2 separate regions of the Pan troglodytes genome follow, and region 2 is linked to region 1. Evidence: chromatin contacts called from public Hi-C data. All regions are on one chromosome and are shown on one strand. Each heading gives the region's core, a stretch centred on a gene start, on an enhancer-like site or on the middle of the called end of the contact. The rest is flanking DNA. Distances are from core to core; before and after follow the strand shown. Region 1 overlaps MAML2 (mastermind like transcriptional coactivator 2). Region 2 holds the start of MAML2 (mastermind like transcriptional coactivator 2).

Region 1 (7,867 bases), core at 2,158-4,657:
ACACAGAGATTTCATCTAATCCTCAAAGTAAACTATTATATGGTGTGATCAGCTCACACAGTTGAAGATGCTGAAGGTCAAAAATGTTAGACAACAGACTCATAACAGCTGGCAGGTGATATATCTTAGATTTGGACTCAGCCCTTTCTGACTCTGAGTCCCATGGTTTGTCCCCTGTCCTGCCTCCCCTATTCACTGCTAATAGCAATATTGTATACAATTCTTAAAAATCATTTCAACTATGAGCAAGTAGTGAGTACATATAGCCAGACTGGCCCTGAGCATGGTTTCTCATTTTCTCTTGTCAAAACCTACCAGATCTCATGGCCTGCTCAAGGATCCCAAGAGATGGAATTCCTTATAAGAAACCTATCTGGTTTCCTTCAAATAGTTAAGCTCCTGCTACCAATATAATATTATAAAAATTATTTCCTGAGGGTGCTCTTATGTAAGATACCATGCTACCACAATGATATGGATATATAAACCTTTTCCCTCACTTTGTGGTTATAGGAGTAGATTGAAAATCATCCATATTTTATGTGATCGTACTGCATGTCACAATGTTTGTGTGTGGCACACACACGTGTAAGTACACAATTTTTTTTTTGAGAGGAGTCTTGCTCTGTCACCCAGGCTGGAGTGAGGTGGCGTGATCTTGGTTCACTGCAACCTCCGCCTGCCAGGTTCAAGCAATTCTCCTGCCTCAGCCTCCCTAGTAGCTGGGATTACAGGCACCCACCACCATGCCCGGCTAATTTTTTGTATTTTTGGTAGAGACGGGGTTTCGCCATGTTGGCCAGGCTGGTCTCGAACTCCTGACCTCAGGTGATCCGCCTGCCTTGGCCTCCCGAAGTACTGGGATTACAAGCATGAGCCACCACGCCCGAACAAGTATACAATTTTTAAAAGCCCTCACACATCATGATTTTATCAGGACAGTCCCTTTAATAACTTAGGAAACTGTTAGAGGATTTATTTTAACACAACAAGTAACAGGTTACACAGCTAATAAGTGAAAGAGACAGGACCAGAACCCACATGTCTTAACACCTAGACAAATATTTCTTCCACTGTGCCAGGCAGTTGAAAATTCCCAGCCTTATCATGTGCTCTTCATCTTTTCCCTAAAAATTCACAAGGCAGCATGATGTTATCTGACTTATCACTGTAAATATTTTAGCATTTAAATGAGGAGGCAGAGTAAAGAGAAAAATGTTTCTGTAGAGATTTTTGCAGATAGAGAGTTCTTGGTCTCCATCCAAGGATCTTGAGCATTTAATGAGACTACTGTCCACGAGTTGGTACAGGGTTTAGCAATATCATGGTAGCTATTTGGCGGCTCATGGTCTTCCTCAAGGTCTCCAAAGGGAAAACAGGAAGCAAGGCTTAGTTCTAACAGAAGCTGGACTCTGGTCTTAGCCCTGAATAAAGCATGCCACCTCTCTGAGCTTCAGTTTCACTATTTTTAAAATGAAGGTAATAATTCCTGTTTGCCCAACCCACAGACTTGTTTTTGAGAGTCCAGTGAGGTAATGCATGTGAAACTTCCTTGAAAACTATTAGTATTAAATGCCATACAAATGTAGGGATTGTTATTAATATTATTAATGGATCACAAAGATTCCATAGCACTGAGAAAATGATGAAATGAAAATAATCCAATGCATTGGAAGTTGATCAGGGCAGCCTTCACTCCAAATTACCTTTGACTTGTCCCCTGTCACTCCCTAGAATCTAAAATGAGGAAAGTCATTTCTCTTCCACGGGATTTGTATAAGAGTGAAACAAAATGTCTGTGAAATACCTAGAGTAGTACTTGGTATATACCTGGCCTCTTTTCTAAAACTTCCCGAGATGAAACCCTATCTCTCATCAGATAGCCTGCCAGATGATCTAACACAGGATAGCAAGTATTCTTATTATTTGTTACTGTTTCTATTATTCTCAATTTAAACCACTTCCTATAATTTCACAGTAAAAACAGAGCCATTCATCAGATAATAAGCCCAGTGGTCTCTCTCTTCTAATCTTCTAAGGTCAGCTACATGGAGGGGAAGGGGGCAGGTAGCACAAATATCTGAGGAATTATATAGGGATTGAGGGCCCTAAATCCATGAAAAAGAGCTGATTAATTCCTCTACATATGGTTGAACAGAACCCACTTCTACCACTTACTCTATTCGTCCCAACCTGCCTCCCTCTTCTCCCCTCATTCTTGGCTTACTGGAAGATTTAACCATAGCTAAGCATGCTAGTCAGCAATGGATTATAGACACTGCGTTTCTTTCTCAATAAGCATTCTTAACTACATTATAAAAATTCTTCTCTAGATGTACATATTTGTTTAAAGTCCTTTGAGACTCTAATTAATGTTACTCAGCATCTTCCCGGCAATGTGATCCCAGTTCCTAATTGTTTTACCTGGTTAGTAAAAGGTCTTATCAGTTAGCCTGCAGAATTGAGACGAGAACTCCCAGCTCTGAAAAAAAAGCCCAAGCTCATTTCTTTATGTCATACTTCCAGCCATGAAATTATTAGACTCCTATAAACTCAGCATTTCAATTGCTGTCCTGTTCCTTCATTCTCTACCAGACCTCCCAAGCAAGAACTCCAGGATACTTAGTGCAATTGTGCTAACATCTTCAAACACTGCAGTGAGGTGTTTGAAATAAAATGTGTAATTATGGTAGTGGAAAGCTACATCTGATTCCAAACAAACCTCACGTTCCCCCAGCTATAATTAGAGAGCAAAGTTCGCTGCACAGATTTTCCCATGAAATCCAGTTCAAGTAAGGCTTCTGTTCTTTCAGAGGGGCTCCTGGAGGTGGAGATTGTGATTAAATGGTTTGACATTGGTCCCCCTTCCACATTCTAAAGAGATTGTCTATTATCATTCTTGGAGTCTAAAAGCACAAAATATGTGCAAGGAATTAATGTTGTTTGGAGTTTTGGATAATAATCTTCCAATTTATTTGTCTCTGAACAGGGACAAATTAGAACAGGGAAGGAAAGTTACAGACACACACCCACAGAAACCCACGGACCAAAGTGTGCAGAAGTAAAAACCGCCTCTTAAATGTCTCCAGAGAAATTTATGGAAATCGGAAATCCCTGCAGCTTCGGATAAAACTAGACATTGTTTTGAGTAATCTCACAGGCCCCTGCAACTTAAAATCCATAATAATAGGAGCAAGAGCGACATGACCGAGGGCTCAAAGATTTTCCTGTTTCCTATTAATATTTGAGGACTGTCCATCTGAATCTTCTCAAAAGCCTAGATTTCTTGACTGCCCTTGGAGGACTTTTGTAATTAGGCATATTTAGCTGTACCATGTTATACTGCTACAGGAAGAATCCCATTTGTCAGCAGTTTTAAACTTTGCCAAATAAAGGCTTATTGGCAAACGGCAGTGAACACTCTGATAATGACCCAACTTTAGAAAACACACACCCTGCTGTGTTGTATTCAAGCCACAGTTCTGTTGAAATAAAAAAGAGAGACAATGCCTGCTTTCAGACACTAGAGATCCTTTGTATTCCAATAAAAGTCTAAATTAATGTTTTAAAAGGTTATTGCTATTTTTTCCCATTTAGCTGGCATCAGTTGTAAGTCTTATTTAGACAAGGTCCTACGTTATTTTACTATTTCTTTTTGCACAAAAGCTAGTATTTGATTGTGTTAGATCATCAGCTTCTGGTTTTCATTAGACAAACCTGAAATACCCTATTATTAAGATTAAACAAAAAAATAGTTGTTTTCTTATTCTGAAACCTATTATTTTGAGGCTGCTCTGACCAGAGGAAGAGAAATCAGTTTTGCAAAACCTGATGGAGAGATACGTCAAGAGGAGCAGCAATAACCTCATCAATGCTGCATTTAGGTTGCTTTTGTAAATGAGATCCCTTCCTGGATCTGACAATGGGAAGGAAGGATAATTTCATTCTTTGGCATTGGCAATACTTTCTTTAGTATAAAAGGACTTTCAAAGTGCAAAATATAGGGCAAAGAATACTGTTTGCCTATGTAATGTCAGCAAACTGGTGAGGTGCTGCAGAGAATCTGCAGTAACATCGTACTGGAACCTGAGAGTTATGAGATCTTAGATCTCCATGTCATTTACGCTTACCATGGTATTTTCTCAATGTTAACTCTCAGAATAAGCCCTTAGCAAGTGGTGGGTATTTTTCCAGTCATACCAGTTTAACAGGGAAAAAGAGAGTCAGAGTAACATTCACAAATCAAGATTTCCCTAATTCTTCCATCATTCAGATGGGAACTCTAGCCCTTCAGATTTCTCCCAAATAGATGAGAAATTTTCTAGGGGCACCTCATATGGACTCTTCCTCCTGAATTATTCTTACTGGTCCTTTGGGTTTCAACATAGAAGTCATTTCTTCAGAAAACCGACTCTACTAAACTGAAGAGGGGTTAGGTGCCCCTCATATGTGCTTGCAAATTATTATAGCTCTATCCATACAATATTGTGATTGTCTCTGGTCTTGTTGCTTTCCTGCACTAGATTGTGAGCACCATGACATTAGGGATCATATCTTTTCATTGTACTATTAGCTACACATAACAGACTGCATGCTATACGTTGGTAAATGTTAATTAAATGAATATCTTCTCAGGCTAGCTTTTTTGATCGCCCCAACGCCTTGGCTAGTTTTCTCTCATCCTGCCTCAGATTGCTGTGGTGATGCATCCCGCTAGCACCTGCAGAGACAGCCCTGTTGGTAATGTTGGCCACAGTGCCAGCTCTGCTGCCAGTGCCCATCGATGTGGACATGGAGGCGGTCCTAGCTTCAAGCTGACGATGCTCCCCTGCTGATACAGAAACTCCTGATTCCAAAGCTACATTATTTTGTTTGTTTTATGCCCTGTGTCTTTGTATCACCACTCCCATTGCTAAGGCCTGGTCCTTATGTGTGGAGAAGGAAGGCGACTGGAGGCAGGAGGTCTTCTGTGCTCAGAATCACCCATTTTTCTATGATAGTGCCTCAAACTCATTTACCTTGGCTCTCATCCCTGAGGATGAGTTTTTTCTTGTGATTCTCTTTGGTTCCTCATTTAAATGGACCTTGGTGGGATTTTTCTTCTCCATCTGACAGACCTAAATATGCCCTGTTCTCAGGGTAAGCACAACTGGGGCTCTAGCTGGGGCCTCTTACGTAGTATAAAGATAAAGAACTATCTGTGCATAGGGAATCTTTTGCTCCTTTGTATTTCAGGGGAGATGTCAAGGGTCCTGGTAGGGTTTCCAGGTAAAATACAAGATATTTAATTAAATTTAAATATTAAAATACAAGATACTTAATTAAAATTAAATATCTGGTAAACAGCAAAGAATGTTTTGTTTTGTTTTCCAGTATGTCTCAAATGTTGCATGGGACATATTTGTACTAAAAATGTGCTGCACTCCAGCCTAAAAGTAAGCACCTCACCAGAAGGATGTCATGTCATCCTTCTTCCCCCATATACCTGGGCTTATCTTAAGCCTTTGAGTATTGGATAACTAACAATAAAGATATGGTCAACAGTATGGTAAAGACAGGCCAAACATTACATGAGACATACTTATGCTAAGAAATAACTTGTTTGTCTGAAATTCAAATTTAACTAGGCATCCTATATGTTTACTTATTACATCTGGCCAACCTAGTCCTGAGTCAAAAGCAGCAAATAAAGCCATTTGAAAGACAGAGACAGTGATGTTCCTGTGTGTCCCTAAAATGACAGCTCCTAGCATGGCCCGTGATGGAATAAATGGAGCCAGTCAAGTGTATTTGACCTCCTTAGCCCATAGGCTTACCCTAATCCAGACTGGTGGGCTCTAGAGGGAGGAAGAGCCGCCTGACCCTCAAGTTCTAGACTCTGGAGGTATCTGTCATGTAGATCTGGAGTGGTGGAAGGTCCTTTGGGAACTACTGAACGATGGAGGGAGTGATGTCTAGGGGCAACACTGCTACCTCTGGCAGCACTGCTCCAGGCTATATCAACTGGAGCTGAGAAGTGCCTCTGCATGTAAGAGCTCTGGTATAAAGTCAGAAAAATTTAGAGAGTAGCTTCTTATGGTTTGCTCAAGGAAACTCCAAGATCTTGTCTTCTGCTGGCCATTCATCAAAATTGGCTTAGATTCATCTCAGCCTGTTCATGTTGGGCAGAAGTGCTGTGCCTTAGCCCAAAACTACATACCTCACCAGAGGCAATAACAGTGGTTTTAATGCTGTCTTTTCTTCCTCATCTATCTGGGCTGATTTTTAGCTTTTGAGGATGAAAGAACTAACAAGAAAAATATAACTTGTCAACAGTATGGTGAAGTCAGGCCAAAGCAAGAAGGTGAAAATGAATTGATATTAACAGGGTAAGCAATTAATTTTCTTCCTTTAGTCCTGGCTTTTGTGCTTGCCACAAGTCTAATGGAGTACCAGATGAACCATGCCAATGCCTGGGCACTAATAACAAAACAAAAGCTGATAAAGATGGATAAAATCATCTATGGAGGCAGGAAGCAATTAACCACATAAAGAAAGTGAAACATCATCAATGATAAGCCTCAGCAGCAATTTACTTGGGTTTGAGAACTTTTTGTTCTGATGGTTTTCAATAAGTTTTCCTCGTTTTCTGCAGCTTCCTTAATTCAATAGATTTTTTTAAAGATAGAATTATGCAGTCATTACTACCCACATACCCAGGCCTTCATTGCATCACGGAGAGTAGATGTGGGTGGAAAGAGTGGGAATAGGCAACAGAGACGGAAATTTCAAAGGCCCTTAATGTTTGCCTTTGCTTGAGTATTTTGTATTATTTTGGTCTTTGCCATCATCAGGTATTGCCCTGAGAAATTGAGCTTCTGCACTGTCTTTATGAAAAACACTGAAAAACAACAGTTGTTGCTGACCAAAATGATTATTAGTAGGTAAAGGGGAGAGGTAGCCCCAGAGGTCAGATTTCCTGCTGTCAAATCACCTTTCTCTAGGGATCAAAAAATTATTGTGATTCTTGGTAAAGAATTTAACATGGTTGGAGATTTCTTATTCTCTCTTAAATATATCAAAAAAAAAAGGAACTGTTATATATCAAGTATTTGAGATGATAATTGTTGGATACCACTGTCTTTTTTTTTTTTTTTTTAAGACAGAGTCTCGCTCTGTCGCCCAGACTGGAGTGCAGTGGTGGGATCTCAGCTCAGTGCAAGCTCTGCCTCCCTGGTTCACGCCATTCTCCTGCCTCAGCCTCCCCAGTAGCTGGGACTACAGGTGCCCGCCACTATGCCCGGCTAATTTTTTGTATTTTTAGTAGAGACAGGGTTACACTGTGTTAGCCAGGATGGTCTCGATCTCCTGACCTCGTGATCCGCCCGCCTCGGCCTCCCAAAGTGCTGGGATTACAGGTGTGAGCCGCCACTGTCTTTTTTCAGTGGTGAGTGATAGGCCTAATGTATCTGATCTCTGTACAAAGTTGTATTAGGAAAGCTGATTTGGTTTGTGGAACATTACCAATATATATGGAAAAAGGTTTTATTACCACATGGTTCTGGCATATCTTCCTTGTAAGGTATTGTAAGTGTCAAATGACAAAAGAGTTCTGGAATTTACTACACGAGAAAATATAACTAGTGACTTTTCATATTTTTGGAAGACTAAAGAAAAATTAAATTTTAGAATGGGTTGTGAAATCTCTTTCTTAGCAGCATTTTATGGTAGAAGACAAGCATCTGCCCTCAAGTTTTAGAAAACTGGTCTATATAAAAGTAAGGGACTCAGCCAGATAAATCAAGCACCCTAGGACAATACAAAGTTGTCAGGAGGATTCCCAGGTTCTGGGGATCATAGAAACTCACCGATCTCTACCTGGAAAGCT
Region 2 (7,867 bases), core at 2,503-5,002, 200 kb before region 1:
TATCTATGACAAACCCACAGCCAATATCATACTGAATGGGCAAAAACTGGAAGCATTCCCTTTGAAAACTGGCACAAGACAGGGATGCCCTCTCTCACCACTCCTATTCAACATGGTGTTGGAAGTTCTGACCAGGGCAATCAGGCAGGAGAAGGAAAAAAAGTGTATTCAATTAGGAAAAGAGGAAGTCAAATTGTCCCTGTTTGCAGACGACATGATTGTATATTTAGAAAACCCCACTGTCTCAGCCCAAAATCTCCTTAAGCTGATAAGCAACTTCAGCAAAGTCTCAGGATACAAAATCAATGTGCAAAAATCACAAGCATTCTTATACACCAATAACAGACAAACAGAGAGCCAAATCATGAGTGAACTCCCATTCACAATTGCTTCAAAGAGAATAAAATACCTAGGAATCCAACTTACAAGGGACGTGAAGGACCTCTTCAAGGAGAACTACAAACCACTGCTCAAAGAAATAAAAGAGGATACAAAGAAATGGAAGAACATTCCATGCTCATGGGTAGGAAGAATCAATATCGTGAAAATGGCCATACTGCCCAAGGTAATTTATAGATTCAATGCCATCCCCATCAAGCTACCGACGACTTTCTTCACAGAATTGGAAAAAACTACTTTAAAGTTCATGTGGAACCAAAAAAGAGCCCGCATTGCCAAGTCAATCCTAAGCCAAAAGAACAAAGCCGGAGGCATCATGCTACCTGACCTCAAACTATACTACAAGGCTGCAGTAACCAAAACAGCATGGTACTGGTACCAAAGCAGAGATATAGACCAATGGAACAGAACAGAGCCCTCAGAAATAATGCCACATATCTACAAGTATCTGATCTTTGACAAACCTGACAAAAACAAGCAATGGGGAAAGGATTCCCTATTTAATAAATGGTGCTGGGAAAACTGGCTAGCCATATGTAGAAAGCTGAAACTGGATCCCTTCCTTACACCTTATACAAAAATTAATTCAAGATGGATTAAAGACTTACATGTTAGACCTAAAACCATAAAAACCCTAGAAGAAAACCTAGGAAATAACATTCAAGACATAGGTGTGGGCAAGGACTTCATGTCTAAAACACCAAAAGCAATGGCAACAAAAGACAAAATTGACAAATGGGATCTAATTAAACTAAAGAGCTTCTGCACAGCAAAAGAAACTACCATCACAGTGAACAGGCAACCTACAGAATGGGATTAAATTTTTGCAACCTACTCATCTGACAAAGGGCTAATATCCAGAATCTAAATGAACTCAAACAAATTTACAAGAAAAAAACAAATAACCCCATAAAAAGTGGGCAAAAGATATGAACAGACACTTCTCAAAAGAAGACATTTATGCAGCCAAAAGAGACATGAAAAAATGCTCACCATCACTGGCCATCAGAGAAATGCAAATCAAAACCACAATGAGATACCATCTCACACCAGTTAGAATGGCAATCATTAAAAAGTCAGGAAACAACAGGTGCTGGAGAGGATGTGGAGAAATAGGAACACTTTTACACTGTTGGTGGGACTGTAAACTAGTTCAACCATTGTGGAAGTCAGTGTGGCGATTCCTCAGGGATCTAGAACTAGAAATACCATTTGACCCAGCCATCCCATTACTGGGTATATACCCAAAGGACTATAAATCATGCTGCTATAGAGACACATGCCCTGGTACGTTTATCGCGGCACTATTCACAATAGCAAAGACTTGGAACCAAGCCAAATGTCCAACAATGATAGACTGGATTAAGAAAATGTGGCACATATACACCATGGAATACTATGCAGCCATAAAAATTGATGAGTTCATGTCCTTTGTAGGGACATGGATGAAGCTGGAAACCATCATTCTCAGCAAACTATCACAAGGACAAAGAAACAAACACCGCATGTTCTCACTCATAGGTGGGAATTGAACAATGAGATCACATGGACACAGGAAGGGGAACATCACACTCTGGGGACTGTTGTGGGGTGGGGTGAGGGGGGAGAGATAGCATTAGGAGATATGCCTAATGCTAAATAACGAGTTCATGGGTGCAGCACACCAACGTGGCACATGTATACATATGTAACAAACCTGCACGTTGTGCACATGTACCCTAAAACTTAAAGTATAATAATAATAAAATTTAAAAAAAGAAATAAAAGAAATTATAAAACAAACAAAAAATCTGAGTGTATTTGTCCCCATTTCCAAGCTAACAGGATTGGTGAAAATAAAATGGACTAAAGTAGGCTATCCTATAGGGAACTAAATTGCAAATAAATCCAGTATTGAGATGTTTGCCTTGATTTTGCCTATTTCTATCCATAGCTCAGTTTGAAACGACCATATTCATGAAATGCCAGAGTTTGTTTAGATTACTGAAGGTATATTATTTGAGACCTCAAATCCAAATGACTTCCAAATTAGGATACCCAGAATATTTTTGGTTCTGACTGTTGCAGTATTATGCTCACCTTAATTTAATCTTCATAATTGAAAATAACAAGCAGAATCCACAATAAGTTTTTTTTTTTTGGAGACAGAGACTCACCCTGTTGCCCAGGTTGGAGCGCAGTGGCGTGATCTTAGCTCACTGCAACCTCTGCCTCCTGGGTTCCAGCAATTCTCCTGTCTCAGCCTCCCGAGTAGCTGGGATTACAGGCGTATGACACCATGCTCAGCTAATTTTTGTAGTTTTAGTAGAGACGGGGTTTCACCATATTGGCCAGGCTGGTCTTGAACTCTTGAACTCAGGTAATACGCCTGCCTTGGCCTCCCAAAGTGCTGGGATTACAGGCGTGAGCCACTGTGCCTGGCCAATATTGGATATTTTAAAGGTGGGATCACTTGAAAATGGGGGGACAATGATCTGTGTGAGATCTATTTGGTTTCTATTATTAAACTTCTTGAAACTCAGAGTCAGGTGCAGTAGTGGTGAGTACCTGTAGTTCCAGCTACTCAGGAGGCTCAAGTGGGAGGATCACTTGAGCCCAGGAGTTCAACTCCAGCCTGGGCAACATAACAAGACTCCATTAAAAGAAAAAAAAAAAAAACTTTTTGAAACTCAGCTGCTACACATTGACTTTCCTCATTGTGTATGTGCACCAGGTAGCTAAGGATACTTCAGGTCTTATATTTGGTTTTTCATAGGCAATCATGCATTCCCAAAAAAAAGCGTTTGTTTCTAGAACTGGTATCGATAATTGTATCATTCTCATAAAATATTTTATTTATCCCAACTGATTTGCCTGTGATCACCCAGACTCACTTATCCAGAGACACACAAATGGGCAGGCAGGTAGACAAACGCTACACCTGCCTGCCCTTTAGGAGCTAACAATGTGATTACCTCTCCTCTCCACGCGCAACCCCTTCCGCCCTCAACACACACATTCATTATCTTCCTTATTCTATTAATGAACATTTCCTCGGTGCTCACACAGCTCGTGCTAGGTTGCTCAGTGGTGTCATTTACAATATACTGAAAAATGAAAATGATATCCTCAGCGGGGCGTAATGTAGGGCTGAAAGGGAAAACACATTCCTGGCCCGGAATTTCTTAAACATTTAGAGCTGGTGAAATGGTTGTGTAGAGGTTGGGGAATTTCCCCAGCCTTCCCCGCTTAACCGAGTCTGATGCTGAGCTGAGCCAGGGCAGCTGAGATGCGCAGGGCTTGGGATTTACCTCTTCAGCCACTGGGAGGCCCTCTGCGTTCCCCTTTCCCCGGTGCCTGGCTGCGATTACTCACTCGCGCAGTGGCACCAGCCTTCCACCAGGGAGCCTCGAACGAGCTCTCCCGCCCTCTCCCCGCCCCCCCCCACCCCCATCTGCAGCTTGCTGGCTCTCTCTTTCTCCCTCTCTGTCTCACTCTCTCTCTTTCTCTCCCTCTCCTATCGGAGCACAATGAAAGCCTGTGTATCGCCGTGACTCCGGGCGGGAGCCAGTGTCAGCAAAGCGGCTAACAACAGACGAGAAAGAGAAAGGAAAATACAAGCTACTTTTTTTTTTTCCATCTATAAAGCGGAGCAAATACAGGAGATAGAACCAGATTGCTTATTGCGAGTCCAGACCCTCAGATCCACTGGCCGGGGATGGAATGTACAAAAGTGGACAGAAAAGTGGCTGGACATGACTCGGTGCAATTTGCTGGAAGTTTGTAAGTTTGACCATCGTTTGTAAATTACTCTCGGAAGAGTTTGTCTCTCTTGATACTGTATTAGAATAGAGCCGGGGGTGAGGAATAGAAACGTAAGCGGGAAAGAAAAAAATGTGTTGAAGGATCTCTCTCAGTGGCTAGCGACTTAAGATTGCTTTTCATTTAAGGCTAGGAAACCTTAGAGGGAGTGAGGATTTTACCGGTGATTGGATTAGCTGAAGAAAAAAGCATGGTCCAAAAGTCCAATTACTGACATTGTTAACAGTTGAAAAGCTGTCTCCCTCTTTTGGGAGAAGACAACATCCTACAGTACCCCAAAGAGGAGAAAACACCGGAGCGAAAGGAAAGGGAGGAAAAATTAAAAGCCAAAAGACAGTCTCCCTTGATTTTTGCACATTTTGAACAGTGACTTAAACATCTTCTGAAACAGCACTGTTTTGTTTTGTTTTGGTTTTTTATTTAACCTGAGGAAAAGTCAAGGCTGCTGGTTACATAGACATGGTAGAAATGTGTTTCTCTGCAGAAACATCCCCATAAAGAATTGTCGGAAACAACTAGGTGAGGGGGAGTCCTCTCTATTAATACCTCTCTCAATACCTTTTGCTGTGTGTTTCTGTCTCTTGCTGGACAATCCCTGAATTCTTGATCTAACCCCCAGATCGTGTGTTTACAAAGTACCTAGTGGCTCTTGTCAGCTTGGTGGAGGAAAAAAAATCCACCAACTCTGTCCAACTTCTCCAGAGCTGTCAAATGCAATTAGAGTAAGTTAATCAGGGTTTGTTTCCAACTTATCCTCCCCCCAGCTGGTTTCTATTCTTTCTCCCCACCCTCTTTTTACTAACTCCCCTCCCCCACACCTTCTCCACGGCTCCCCCACAACCTCTGAAGACCTCTATTCATGTGGCCCTGAACACTGAGCTCACATTGTCAAAAACAGACTTGCCTGCAATAGCCAGCAGTAGCCTCTTTCCACCTCACCATCCCAGAGGCAGCAATCATTGTGTCCAGTAAGATGGGGGACACAGCGCCCCCGCAGGCCCCCGCAGGAGGGCTAGGGGGGGCCTCTGGGGCGGGGCTCCTTGGAGGGGGCTCAGTCACCCCGAGAGTGCACAGTGCTATCGTGGAGCGCCTCCGGGCTCGGATCGCTGTCTGCCGCCAACACCACCTGAGCTGTGAAGGACGATATGAACGAGGTAGGGCCGAGAGCTCAGACCGGGAAAGAGAAAGCACCTTGCAGCTCCTGAGCCTTGTACAGCATGGCCAGGGGGCAAGGAAAGCTGGCAAACACACCAAGGCCACCGCCACTGCTGCCACCACTACAGCCCCTCCACCGCCCCCTGCTGCCCCTCCTGCGGCCTCCCAAGCAGCAGCAACAGCAGCCCCACCGCCCCCACCAGACTATCACCATCACCACCAGCAGCACCTGCTGAACAGTAGCAATAATGGTGGCAGTGGTGGGATAAACGGAGAGCAGCAGCCGCCCGCTTCAACCCCAGGGGACCAGAGGAACTCAGCCCTGATTGCGGTAAGCACCTGGCTTTCTCATGGTTCTGGTTGTGGTCCTGTGGTCTCTTGTGAGGGTAGAGTTTGCTTTGGCCTAAGGTAGAGTGGATGGCAGTGAAAAAGGCCGAGATGTCACCTGACTACCTTAAAGGCCATTGGGTGCGTTCGGGTGGTTTCATGCGCCTACTCATCATGTTCTGTTGGTGCTCACTCCTGGGTTTTCCTTCGCTTATAGGATATTCCTTAACTGATAAGAAGCCTGAGTTTTCCAGAGGCTCTCTGGGGTCCACATCTTATAAAAGAAGAGGCTACCAGCTGGCAAGATCTGAGCCACTGAGGAAGGTTCTATCTCATGGATCCTCCAGCTTTGGCCAGCCAGCTCTGATTAGGCCCCCAAGCCATTTTTCAGCCCCAAAGCATTTATCAGCCCAGCTGGCTTTTATTAAAGCCTTTTTCTCCTTGCCCCATTTCCCCTCTCCCTTTTGAAGTGACCCCGTTCTTCTTCGCTTAAGAGAACATAAATGGTAAGCTGTAACAAATAGCAAATTCCCCAAATGTCCCCTCAGTCAAAAACAAAATTTGGGGAAAATATCCCAAAGAGAGACTAGGGAGGCACTGTTTCTTAAGAGGCCTACTCTCTGATTCCCTCTAGACTCTCTCACTCCTGAGCCACATCTCGATTCTTTTCCCAAGCACTCCAGTCCATTCCAGTAATGCTCCCTTAGAGCATTCGTTAAGTGGACAGGCACGAAGCAGCTATTTACACAGATCATCATCCTAGGAAATACCTTGTCTTCAGCCACTCCTGGTGACAGGATATCAAACCCAAAAGTTCTGATTAAGTTTCTGGCTGGAAGTTCTTCCCCAGAGGCACAGACATACACCATCCCAGAGGAGTATCCCTTGGATCATTGATTCTCAGTGCCAGTCCTGGTCAGGTGACTGCCTGCTGTTTGCAGGCTTCCCCCCAAAGCTGCTGGGCCAGTGGCCTCTGGTGGAAGGTAGAACCCTGCCCTGTGGCCCTGCAGGCTTCCTCCCTTTTGGAGCTCCATGGGACTTCTGGATTCTATGTCTGCTCCAGTTTACCTAGGTCAGCCCTAGCAAAAGCGACAGGAAATGGCCATGCAAGCCCCAAAGTACTCAAAAAGCCCAAAGGAGATGGTGCTATTGTGTCTAACTGCTCCTCCAAAGGAGCTTGATATTGAGCTCTCGGGAGAGGACATCCTCTGGCCAGACGCTCAGGATGGCTCTTTCTGGCTTCCCTTAATCCCTGGCCTGGGTCCATGGTGACGAAGACCCTGGGAATCTCTGGGGAGTAGGATGGTGCTTTTCTCCCCAGCCATAAGCACATTTACTTGGGCTACCTAGAAATGGGACTCCTTGAGGCCAGCTCCAGATGAAAAATAACTACCAACAGTTAAGCTGCACAGGGTTTACAGTTTTACCCTTGAATAGCACTAGCTTGTGGGGTTGTATTAGAGCTTCGAAGCCTAATATCCTTTTTCTACCACCTGCTCTATTCCCGCTTCTCCCTGGAATTCCCAGGGAAAGCAGTGGGAGGTTGTTTTGTGAAAAAAGAGATGTTAGGGTAAAGGAGGGGGGTAAAGAATCGCTCAAATGGAGAGAAGAATGAGGTTTGTATGTATGTGTGTGTCACCAGCATCTGCAGCCAAAAGTATCTAAATGCCTTGATTGTCCCCAGTAAATTTATAATCTGTCTGCAAGTCTCCCAATAATGCGGCTTTGTGTGCTTCACAGTCTCCTGGTAAGTGTTTCTGGGGATGGAACGGCGAGTGAGGCACCCGGCCCAACCCTGAGTGGAGAAGACTGATCTCTGCCCGGGGTGTCAAGGCCGGAGCGGGGCCGTGAAGAGCCACAGTGGGCTTCCCTTGTGGCCTTCACAGCCCAGCCTCTGAAGGAAAGGTGGCATGTTTGCCTCTGGCCTTGTTCTTTGAGCTTCTGCTTTTGTCCAACTTGGCAGTAAGCTGAGACAGCCTTTTTTTTCTAGGGTGTTTCATGATGGGAAATGAAACCAACTTTAGTGGTCGTTGTAACTTTACAGTAGCAATACCCATGCTGGGAGGGAAGTGAGGGAGCGGTGTCTGGCCCTTCCCGACTGAAAGCTTACTGCTGCAGAAGCCATAGCTGGCTGCTGTGCTACCTCTGGCCTAAGTGGGAATCTTTCTCTCTTCTAACCACCAGC

Evidence for each region. Hi-C and Micro-C count contacts between places; a contact is called where the count stands out from the background.
Region 2: a Hi-C map of stem cell-derived neural progenitor cells shows a contact between it and region 1, with 4 times the contacts expected there. The contact joins the promoter of MAML2 here to the enhancer-like site in region 1. A contact is called at or near these places in 1 of 7 Hi-C or Micro-C datasets (stem cell-derived neural progenitor cells) and 1 of 1 datasets of contacts at active chromatin or transcription factors (stem cell-derived excitatory neurons).

What each region holds. Positions count from the first base shown.
Region 1 is chr9:98,245,446-98,253,312 of NHGRI_mPanTro3-v2.0_pri, reverse strand. All of the region lies in intron 1 of MAML2 (mastermind like transcriptional coactivator 2), which reads left to right. Among named protein-coding and RNA genes, the nearest start is that of MIR1260B, 200 kb to the left of the region's middle. Within about 2 kb of position 3,407, at least 9 of the 24 cell types and tissues checked have an H3K27ac peak or open chromatin away from gene starts, as enhancers often do. A contact at or near this core is called in stem cell-derived neural progenitor cells, where this site is marked.
Region 2 is chr9:98,446,653-98,454,519 of NHGRI_mPanTro3-v2.0_pri, reverse strand. MAML2 (mastermind like transcriptional coactivator 2) reads left to right here and starts at 3,752. Exons shown (of 5, transcript XM_001147268.8): 1 at 3,752-5,686. The coding sequence starts at 5,174. MIR1260B (microRNA mir-1260b) reads right to left here and starts at 5,642; the gene lies at 5,535-5,642.